Regions from separate parts of the Mus musculus genome. Here region 1 is linked to region 2. Evidence: chromatin contacts called from public HiCAR-type data. All regions are on one chromosome and are shown on one strand. Each heading gives the region's core, a stretch centred on a gene start, on an enhancer-like site or on the middle of the called end of the contact. The rest is flanking DNA. Distances are from core to core; before and after follow the strand shown. Region 1 holds the start of Usp8 (ubiquitin specific peptidase 8). Region 2 holds the start of Eid1 (EP300 interacting inhibitor of differentiation 1).

The links. HiCAR-type assays count read pairs that join an accessible place to other places.
Region 1: a HiCAR-type map of astrocytes shows a contact between it and region 2, with 2.2 times the contacts expected there. The contact joins the promoter of Usp8 here to the promoter of Eid1 in region 2. A contact is called at or near these places in 2 of 39 promoter capture datasets (hippocampal neurons and pre-B cells) and 1 of 115 datasets of contacts at active chromatin or transcription factors (astrocytes).

The regions. Positions count from the first base shown.
Region 1 is chr2:126,702,557-126,708,613 of GRCm38.p6, reverse strand. Usp8 (ubiquitin specific peptidase 8) reads right to left here and starts at 1,286. Exons shown (of 19, transcript NM_019729.3): 1 at 1,127-1,286.
Region 2 is chr2:125,671,362-125,676,793 of GRCm38.p6, reverse strand. It overlaps Eid1 (EP300 interacting inhibitor of differentiation 1), which reads right to left and starts at 3,694. Exons shown (of 1, transcript NM_025613.3): 1 at 1,151-3,694. The coding sequence starts at 3,602. The coding sequence ends at 3,123. The region is part of intron 4 of Shc4 (SHC (Src homology 2 domain containing) family, member 4); the gene reads left to right.

The DNA.
Region 1 (6,057 bases), core at 37-2,536, 1.0 Mb before region 2:
CTACCACCACCAACAATACACCGAGCCTGGCAGTGGTGGGCAGCACTCGGGAGGCAAAGGCAGGCAGAACTTTGAGATCAAGGGCAATCGTGGTTTAGAGTGAGTTCCATAATAGCTATGGCTGCACAGACAAACTGTCTCGAGAAAAAAAAGAAAGAAAGTAAGAAAAAAAGAAAGAGAATAAAGCCACCAAAACCAAAAAATAACACATGGAATTTTTAATGAAGTAGGATAATATACACAACTAAGAATACTCTAAGATTTAAAAAGAATACCCTTGCCAGGAGTGGTGCTTGATGCAGTTTTATCCATCTCTGGAGCCAAGGGAGGAAGGTTTCAGTGAGTTTGAGACAAGTCCTGTTTACATAGTAAGACCTTGTGGGTGGTGGCGGGGAACAACCAAGAATTACACCCTTTAGCTAGGCATCGTTTTGATCCGAAACCCTAGAGCTTTTTAATAAATATGAAACTCCTTAGATTCTGCAACACCTCTGTGAGTCACGTAAATATTTCTTGAATGACTGACTCAAGGTCATAGGCAGAAAGCAAGAACAAAACATAGGAACAGGGTCTGCAGCTTTGTGGGTAAAGGAATATCATTGTGATTTGGGGTTGACAACTCTCTCGGTACATCAGATGTGAAGGGAACTTGTCAGTGCCACAAGTCTACAAACGAAGAAACATTTTTAAGAAAAGAAAATGCCCTCTTTGAAGAAGTTTTAAGTGTGGTGAGTTTACTTAACTCAATTTTTGTACTTCACTGAAAACATGCGTGACCCGGGTAAAGGGGAATAGGGAAAACATGACAAATGGTCGTATTAAGGCCTGGGGTTGTAGGTAGCACAAAATGAGAAAAAAGGAAGCAAAAGGAAGGAGTCCAAAGTTGGGTCTAGTGTCCAACAGAAAGGAGAACTGGTCAAGGCCACCCTCTGAGACCGGCAAACTACATCAAACTCGCTGGGCACCGTAGGAGGGGGACGGGAGCGACCAAGAGTCGGGCCCTCCCTGGACCAGCCAGTTGTCTGGGGTTGTCCCACCCCTCCGCGGACAGGGCTCGTCTCCCGGATGACCAGCAGCTGGAGGACGCCTTCCCCAGGAACCGGGGCCGGAGCCAGGCCGCACTCACCGCAGCGCCCGCGCTCCGCTAACACCGGCCTCCTCGCCTGACGCCCATCGCCCACCACCAGAAGGAGAACGAGCCTTCGCTCTCAGACGCACGGCAGCGCAGCTCATCCCCTCTTCCCGATTCGCATTGCGTGGCGACGGGTCGCGTCTCGAAACGTCACGGCGAGGGCGGAGCTTCCAGTGAACCCTGTAACTCCGCCTTTCTGTCCCGTAGGGAGGGACATCAGGGCGGCCCTCTCCGGAAGGGTGAGCGCCGAACCGGCCTGAGCATGCGTCGGAAGGACAGTTTGAGCTGGTGCGGGACGGAAGCGCGCGTGCTGCGCTTCCGGTGTCCTCGCGCGTCTCTTTTCCGGGTGGAAGTCAGTTCAGATTGTGTCACATTGTGACTTGGAGCTGTCCACGGAGGAATCGAGGATATTTTGGCGCCTCTCAATAGTGCATTTTTCCCGTCAGATCGGACATTAGGGGGAAAATACGGGGAGAGGATTGATACCTTCTAAAACTTGGGAATAAACATTCTCCAAAGCCAAGCCTCTGGTTAAAGAACAGACGTGTTTGGAAAACACATTGCACAAACACCGTCAACATTTCCAAAAGGACCAGTCTTACAAAGCTGGGGTTTGAACTCTTTGGAGAGTTGTCTTGTGGAGAAAAGATGGGCTACTCGTGGACATAAAAATTGCTTAAGAGTGGAGTTGTTTTCCCTGGTCACTAAATCCGTTGGGACAGTCCAACTTTTTAATGCATGTCAAATCTAAAAGCACAGCTCTACTAAGTATATAAAATGAAAATACTTAGCAGATAGGCTGCCATTAAACGTTAAAGAGTAGTAAGCATCCAGTCTACCAACCTTTAAAATAAACCTTAGTTTCGTTTCCATTACAATTAGCTACATGCAAAGGTATTCTTGTGCTGGGCGGTGGTGGCACACGCCTTTAGTCCCAGCACTTGGGAGGCAGAGACAGACGGATTTCTGAGTTCGAGGCCAGCCTGGTCTACAGAGTGAGTTCCAGGACAGCCAGGGCTACACAGAGAAACCCTGTCTCGAAAAACCAAACCAACCAAACAAACAAAATCTTGCATTTCTCCTTTAAAAAATCAACACTAAATTATATACTATTTGTTCTCCCTAGACAAGTAAAGACTGGTGTGATTTGATACCGTGCAATGCTGGGAACTACTGGATAAAAGCCTCAAATGTTTTTTTTTTCCCCCTCATAATTAAGGAAGAAATTGTTTTTTTGAGGATGGATTATTTTAGGAAAATGTTTTTTCTCTGCTCAGCTTTGTGGAATTGAGTAAGGAAAGAAAAACTTAGAGCTGAATGTGAGAATAAGTATAAAACACATGGAGAACATTTTGGGGTGCTCTGACAATTGGAAGGAGGTAGGACTGAAAGGAAGAGAGACATCATTGGAGTGTATCAGTGAAAATTTTCTCTGAGCCCAACAAGATGCGTGAAGTCCTTACCAGGTAAACTTGGCAATCTGAGTTTGATTCCTGGAAAACACACACACACACACACACTCACGCACACACATGAGTTGTATACACACATGTGAGTTGTCCACACACACACACACACACACTCATGCACACTCACTCACACACGTGAGTTGTCCACACACACACATACTCACACACACGTGAGTTGTATACACACACACACACACACACACACACGAGTTGTCTTTTGATCTCCATGTGCTTCCCCTCCCAGAGAACAATATTTTTTTTTAATCTCTGAAGATGAGGTCCCAGAAACGCTTTTAACAAATACTGCTTTTTAATATTCACCTACAGTTTTTTAAACAATTTTATGTATTTATGCATGTGATGCCTTCTGAGGCCATGTTAGTTGTGAACCACCCAACATGGGTGCTGGGAGCTGAACCTTTGTCCCCTTGAAGAGCAGCAAGAGCTCTTAGCTCTTGAGCCATCTCTCCAACCCATACCTATAGTTATTTTATTTGCATTGATGTAATTCTGGTTCTATCTCGTCCCACTCCTAGCAAACAGAATTCTTCCTCCTTCACTAACATCTCAGCTGCTGATTTTGCTAGAAATCACAAATCATTTGCATGAGTTTCTGTGTAAATGGAGGAAGAAGTAGATGTGTGGGTCAACGGGTACCAAACATAAGGTACAAGAAATGGCAAGATAATCCCCAATTTGAGCCATGCAGTAAAAGCAGAAAGACTGAAGATATCTCCAGATTACTAATAAACATCCTGGGGTGAGATTTGAGCTTTTCAATACTTATGGAATGAGAAATCTTAACGAGGAGGGACAACTGGATGAAAATATGCTCCTTCAATTGTATTGTAGGACATGGGTATGTACAGGACAAAGCTGTCTAAACTGTGAAGCAGGAAAGAGTGGGTGTGCTGGAGGAATTGCAAGAAGTTGAACGTGAACCCATAAGTGAAAATCTCCAGACCCATGTGATGGCGTTGCAATCAAATAGGCATGACAAGAGCAGTGTATAAAGTCATCTGTTTGTATATGAGTAGCATACAGACTTTACATTTGGACTTGGAGTTCTATTTCCAAAATACTTCATTATATATGAAAATATTCCAAATAAAAAAAAATTAAAGCCCTGAAGTTCCTGTTGTCCCAACCACTCCAGATAAGAGATATGGTGGTTTTACAATTGGGCAATGTTATTAACTTTAACCTATAATGATACTTTAAGGAAGCATCTAAAAAAGATATTTTAAATTAAATATTTAATATTTATACATGTATATCATGTATGTGTTTGGATGGAATCCTTCCTTAAGATAGCACTAGACTATAATACACTATGTATTGTATTATATTATATTATATTATATTATAATATCTCTACAATTTATTTCCACTCATATGATTCATAACTGCTCCATTAGTTATTTTTTTTGTTGCTATGACAATCTCTAGGCTCCAAAGCAGCTGAGCAGTTCTGCTTCTGTGGCTCTTCTATCCACAGTATGCACAGCTTTTCTCATAGGCTCAGACCAGCTCCATTCCACACTTGTTGCTGTCCTTGGTGGTTGTTCCATGGCACTAACATCTTTAAAGTTCTGGCCTTTCCATTGCAAAAGGACTGCATTCACCAGTAACCTCCCCTAAGTTCTTGTCAGGGATCCTAAACACTGCCACACACTGTCAATCTTCAACTTCTTTCCATGCCCCTTCAATAATGCAACTAAATTTGGGCCTTCACTAATGGCTTCTCCTGGCCTTGGGTGCTCTCCATGTCTTCTTCTTGCTTTCAAAAACAGTGTTTCCTGGGAGACCCTTAACCACATTCCAAAGGGCCTCATCTGTGTACTGACTCAGAGGAAACACTTCCTAGCAGATTCTGCCTCCATGATATTGCTGCTGGTCTCTTCTTAAGCATAGTTTAATCTCTTCTCAATCATTTTAGTGATTTTGGCCTCTTGCCAATGACAGCAAATTCTTCAACCCTATCTGACCAGAACACAGTCTTTGTTTGGTTGGTTTTGGTTTTCTCTCTTTCTTTCTTTCTTTCTCTCTCTCTTTCTTTCTTTCTTTCTTTCTTTCTTTCTTTCTTTCTTTCTTTCCTTCTTTCTTCCTTCTTTCTTTCTCTCTCTCTCTCTCTCTCTCTCTCTCTCTCTCTCTCTCTCTCTCTTTCTTTCTTTGCAAGCCAGGAGAGGGCATCAGACCTCATTACAGATGTTTGTGAGCCACCATGTGGTTGCTGGGAATTTAACTCAGGACCTCTGGAAGAGCAGACAGTGCTCTTAACCTCTGAACCATCTCTCCAGCCATGTTTTTGTTTTTTTTCAAAGCAGAATCTCTCTGTGTAGCTCTGGCTGTCCTGGAACTTGCTCTAGACCAGCCTGGCCTCAAACTCAGAGATCTGCCTGCCTCTGCCTGCTGAGTGCTGGGATTAAAGGTGTGCACCACTACCTTCCAATGCAGATTTTTAATTCAGAATATCAAGTGGTGCTGATAGAGTCATTGAGGGAATCTTAAAGTCCCTCGATGGATTGAATTGGCTCCTGTTTATTTTGGGGGATTCAACCATTCCCTGGCACTAAACAGCAATATCCCACAAACTTAGTACCAATATCTGTCTTAGTTAAAATTTCTATTGCTGTGAACCAAAAGCAGAATGAGGTGTTTGTTTGTTTGTTTTTCCTTACACTTCCATCACTGAAGGAAATTAGGACTGTAGTTAGGGTTTTACTGCTGTGAACAGACACCATAGCTAAGCCAACTCTTATAAAGGACAACATTTAATTGGGGCTGGCTTACAGACTCAGAGGTTCAGTCCATTATCATCAAGGTGGGAGCATGGCAGCATCCAGGCAGATATGGGGCTAGAGGAGCTAAGAGTTCCACCTCTTGTTCCAATGGCAGCTAGAAGACCAGCTCCCACATAATTAGAAGGTTTCATTGCCCATGCCCATAGTAACACACTTCCTCCAACAAAGCCACACCTACTCCAACAAGGCCACACCTCCAAATAGTGCCACTCTCTGGGCCAAGCATATTCAAACCACCACAGGGACTTGAGGCAGAAACCTGGAGACAGAAACTAAAGCAGAAGCCATAAAAGAAAGCTGCTTAGTGGCTTGCTCTGCCTGCTTTGTTATACCAACCACATCCACCTGCACAGGGATGACACTGCCCACAGTGGACTGAACCCTCCCACATCAGTCAGTAGTGAAGAAAATGCCCTCAACACTTATATGCATAGGCCAACTTGGAAAGGACATTTTCTCAATTGAGATTCCTTCTTTCTAAATGACTCTAGTTTGTGATAACTGACAATAAAATAACAAACACAATACCTACTATTTCCCTATAGCCTACCTACACAGACACACTCACATACAAGGATGCACAAGCACCTGCACACATCCAGCAAAGGTGTGTGTATCCTGTTGTATAGCAATATAGAAGTTTGAATAAGAA
Region 2 (5,432 bases), core at 2,445-4,944:
AGAATCTAATAATCATTTTCTTTCTGTTTTTGAGACAGACTCTCTCTAAGTCCTGACTGTCCTGGAACTTGCAATGTAGATCAGACTAGCCTTGAACTCATAAAGACTAGCCTTGATCCTGCCCCCTAAGTGCTGGGATCAAGGGTATGTGCCACCATGTTCAGCTAATAATTGTTTCTTAAATGGCCCCTTCCATGGGGAGGGCTAAAATGACCTGGGGAGTGTAAAAGCAGTGGGGCTGAGGTGCACATGGTGGTGAGGCATCGTCTAGTCTGTTTCTGCTCCCCACTATCCTTTAACCTGAGGTGTGCTGTGTGACTTTTGCTCGGGAGATGTCAACAAACATCTGTTCACCCCACCTAAGGCACTGGGATGACAAACCAGTCAGTCCCACCCACACCTAGTTTTGTGAGCAGTGACTGATGAGACTACTTACAGGAGAATGGATGAGGGGTACTTACAGGTGCATGGATGACCCGAAAGGAAGCTGCATTGGGAGGCGGGGGTGGGGGTGGGGTGGGGAGTGTTCATCCAGCAAGGATGAGAACTCACAAAAGCCGCATCTCTGAGGCTTCCTCCAAAACTTGCCCTAGCTGGGCTTTTTAGAAATTCTCAGAGATGTCTTCTGAACTCCATGTGTACCATGGTATGAGCATGTGAAGTGCACACACACACACACACACACACACACACACACACATCTTAAAATAAAAATGCCAGGCATGTTGGCACATGCCTTAAATCCCAGCATGCAGGAGGCAGAACTCTGTGTGTATGAGCCCAGCCTGGTCTAGTTCTAGGACAGCTGGAGCTACATAGTGAGACCCTATCGCCACAAAACTAAAGATAAATACAAGAGGGTCCAGTGAGTAAAAGAGTTTACTACCACGCCTGATGACCTGTGTCTGATCCCTAGGCCCCACCCAAATGCTGGGAGAGAAGCAACTCCTGAAGGTTATTTTTTGCCCTTTGCTTACTGTGGCATGAATCTCCCAGATAGATAGATAGATAGATAGATAGATAGATAGATAGATAGATAGATAGATAGATAGATAAATGCAGAATAAAGGATACAAAGAAATACCAATGCATGGCTTCTCCTCTTAACTTCCACGATATACTTTGGTCCCCAAACACAAATACACTCAAATTTATGGATATTTGTATTATATTTCTGTGGAGATGTGAACAAAAGTCTATTTACAGCAGGTAAATACCAATAACAGATCAATAAATGATTCCCTCAAGTCCAACTAGTGAGGCAATTTATTGGGTGAGTAAAAAAGAGGGCTGAGGGGTTACCCATGGAAGTGTTTGTAGCGGCTCTATCTAAATGTCCTACCCTAACATGGGTGACAGCTTCCCAAACACGAGTCCCCACCTAACATCAGCCAACCTCCCACCTTTTGTGTTTTAGCACCTTCTGAAACCACATGTAACCGGGGCAAAATTATGTACAGGTGCTTTGGAGGTACAGGAGCAACTAAAATCCCAGGTGAGGGTCTAAAATTACTAACAGGCCTGCCCAATCTTGGGGGAGGTCTCTCTCCCTCCCTCCACCACATGGACCCCAGAGATCAAACTCAGGCCATCAGGCTTGGCTATATGGCAGAAGGTACCTTTACCCACTGAACCACCTCGGCAGCCTCTCAAACAAGATGACTGTAAAACCAACCAACCAACCCCACAGAAACCCAGGAGTTATCCTACTGTCTCAGCTCTGTTCTGTATTGGTTGCCATGGTGGCATCAGCAGGGACATCGTGCTAATACATCATTTTCTTCTCAAGGAACTTCAGCATCAATTAAGCCATAGCATCACATTCACAGAGCGGGTCTTCCAGAAAACTCTGAAATTTGCTTTAACATCCCAGAACCCATTTTTTGGATATTTGATACTGGTTTACATTGTAAGCATTGGATGTTTAAATATCAAGATGGAGGCGTGGCACACACAGCAAGAGAATCCTGTATAAAGCATGTATGCAAAGCTATTAGACAAAGCAAAATACACAGAACAAGAAAATTTATTATCGCCAATGCTGGTGCATAAAGATTAACAAGCATAATTAGAAGAAGGGAGGGGGAGGGGAAGAAAGAGGCAGAGAGGGAGAGAGAGAATATGAATATCAGACACCCAGGTGGACTTCTGGGTAGGTTTAAAACCTTCAAAGTTTGACAACATAATAGCTCATACATCTTTTTATAGATACAGGCAGGATTTCTTTTTACTTGACAATTTTAGCAAACAGTTCTTACAATATGAACTTCAGTTATAGTCTTACCATCTGTCAAGGTACAAAACAGCAAGTGAAATTTCCCTAGTATAAAAGGGTATTAGAAAGTTTGTCTTTGGGCTTTCCCATACATTTTATTTAATGCATGAACTTAAAACCTTAAAAAGACATCCTGTTTCTTTCTTTACTTTGAAAATCATTACAATGGGTTTTTCCAAATTAGAGGTCACAGTAGCTTTATAAATCATGAAGATACATGTGCAGTCAAAATTCCAGAAGCGTTTGTAACACATTTTAAGATGACAGCACACATGATAACACGTCTACATTTATACCCACATTTACTTGGACTACTCTGTGGGGTAGATGAATACTCAATCTTAAACCTCAAGTTTAGCTTTTGATAACTGATGTGTATAAATCACCAAAAAGAATTTGGAAAGTTTTTTTTTTTTTCAATAGCCTTTCAGTTCGAATTAAAGACATCTTGGAATGTATTTCCCCCCATTCTTTAATTAGATTCTTGTATTGGTAGTCACAATTTACTCTTCCAAACCATCTTTAAAAGCTTAACAGAGAAAGCTCTTCTCCAATGTAAGGAAAATCATCTCGATCAACAGTCTGAACCAGAGGTTTTTGCTGAGCCCCTGTGAGACCAAAGAGGAACGATTTGGTCTTTTTCTCCTCGCGATTCTCAGGTTTAACACTCCTCCTTCCTCGATTCTCCTTTTCCACAATGCATGGTCATTCACTGTCCCGTCTTCTATTCCGAGAAACAAAAACCAACTGTTTTTATTTTTTGCACAGAACTATTTGGAATGAACCCCAAAATAGCAGAATGTTGAATCTCTCCCTCTCAGGTAGTTTCCTCCTCTCTCGTCAGCATTTACTCTCGATCAATGATCTCATCACAACCGAGCTCTTCGGTCAGTCGATTGACAACCATCAGCGAAAACAGCTCTTCGATAAAAGCTAGCTGGTCGAAAGGGCTCTTCTCACACCGCGCCTGAAAGCCGCCATCCAGGGCATCTCCGGCTCGCGCGGTTCGCAGGAACACCTTGTTGGCTTCCTCCAGGGCGGCGGACACCCTGTGCATCGCGCCGCTCCAGCGCTCCTCTTCAGGGAACTCGTAGTCGTCCTCCCAGTCATCAAACTCGTCGCCTTCCAGGTCCGCGCCAGCCTCGGGGAACAGACCGCGCTGGGCGCGGGCGGCGGCCGGCCCGGCCTCCTCCTCCATGGGGCCCTCCTCCGGGGCCGGCCCGCGGGCCCCGCGGCCTACCTCCATATAGCCCTCGCCGGGCAGCACGTCCATCTGCAACTCGTTGCTTTCTTCGTACAGCTCGCAAAGCTCTGCCATCTCCGCCATGGTGGAAGCGACTCGACCAAGGTGGAAAAAAAAAAGGAACCTTTTGCAGAGACGGGCGCGCGAACGGGCGTGGTGCGCGTGCGCAGGCAAGAGGGCGTGCGTGGAGCGCGAGCTGGGGGGGGGGGGCGCGTGCGCAGGCGAGTGGGCATGCGTGATGCGCGTGCGGAGCACGTTTCACGTGCGCAAACGGGTAGGCGGGCGTGGTGCGCGTGCCAGCATGGCGTGCGTGTGCTGGCGAGTAGGCCGCTTGGTCCACGGGGGGGGGGGGGGGCGTGGTGCGCGGGCGCGGGCGCGGGCGCGAGCTCTTCCCTTCCCACCCCTCACCCCCTATGTTTCCCGGACTCCCACCTCACCCTCACACCCACTCAGGACCCGCGATGCTTCCGCTGGTGACCCACCTGGAGACCAGCTCTAAGTTCCTTGCCAAGTGCTTGCTTTGCCTAGATGGAAAGCCCTGGCCTTCTGTCACAGATGCCATCTCTCCTCCACCTCCCTGCCTCCCCAGCGTTCCTGTGATCAGCATGTCCATTACCTCTCACCATTTCAAATCCCACTAGTCCCGTCCTGCGCACTGAGAAAATTTAACTTTTCGGTTTTTTTCTTCTGAATTTATTGAAGTTGACCTAACCAAAGATAAATTGTGTGTATGTCCACACGTATATACCATGGGGAAACTAAACCACATACATGTGTGAGTACTAGGATAAAGAAAGGTGGAAAATAGGCTATACATATTTTAAATATATACAGATAATCACGCGCCACGGTTGCTCTACAAACTTAAACTGTAGCCAATAGTGTTTGAGAATATCCACACCCTTACCACGTATTGTTTTATGGAATTAATATAAGTAAACTTAAGTTTTATCAATTTGATCTCTCTTTCGTGTGTATGCGTTTGTTTGCCTGTCTGTAATGTTTGTGTGCCACGTGTGTGCATTGTGCCTACAGAGGCCAAAAGAGGGCGTTGGAACTCCTAGAAACGAAGTCAGTTGTACACTGCCCTGTGATTACTGGGAGTCGAACCCTGGTCCTTAGTGTGAGCAGCCGATGCTGTTTACTGCTGAGCCATTTCTCCAGCCTTGATTGTATCTTTATAATCTTTCCATAGCTTTAGTTTATTATTCGTGGATGCAATGGCCCTGTCATGTCCAAGAGACAATGCTCCATAGCATTCCTCTTTATCTTATATAATTTTTGCCAATGGTCATTTTTTATATTCTTCAGCGAACTTTTCTCCAAAGTGTTACATGATCCTTACTAGTTTTACATACTTGAACATATTTGTATGAAATCTTCCTCTTTATCCATTAAATGAAGTTTCTCATGAGCTGTTATTGGAATATAATCTTTGCATGTTGATTTTTGTTCTTATTGAAATGTTAATAGAGAAAAGTGCACAGGTAATGTGTGTGGCTTAATTATCACAAGCTACATATATTTGTTTACTTACTACCCAGAAGAAAAGGCATCATTCGTGGATCCCAGAAAACCACTCTTCTCTCTTTTTGTGCCTCGTGAATAACCACAATTCAGACTTTATGCAAATAGTTCAATAAAAAGTTTGCCAGTTTTGATAAATGAAACGATGTATTGATATATTCTTTGTTTTGACTTCTTTTTTAACCCAACAAATATGTTGTCATATTTTAAGCAGTCTACTATTTGAATATCACAATAGTCACCTTCAGGATTGCTTCTAATTCAGGGCTATTATAAATAGCCTAGTTATTTCATTTCCTAAGGAAACATCTTGTTGCACAACTTTATTCAATTATTGTTGAGTATGCTTCTAGGAGCAGTTTTGCTTGGCTGTCTTGTATGTACAGC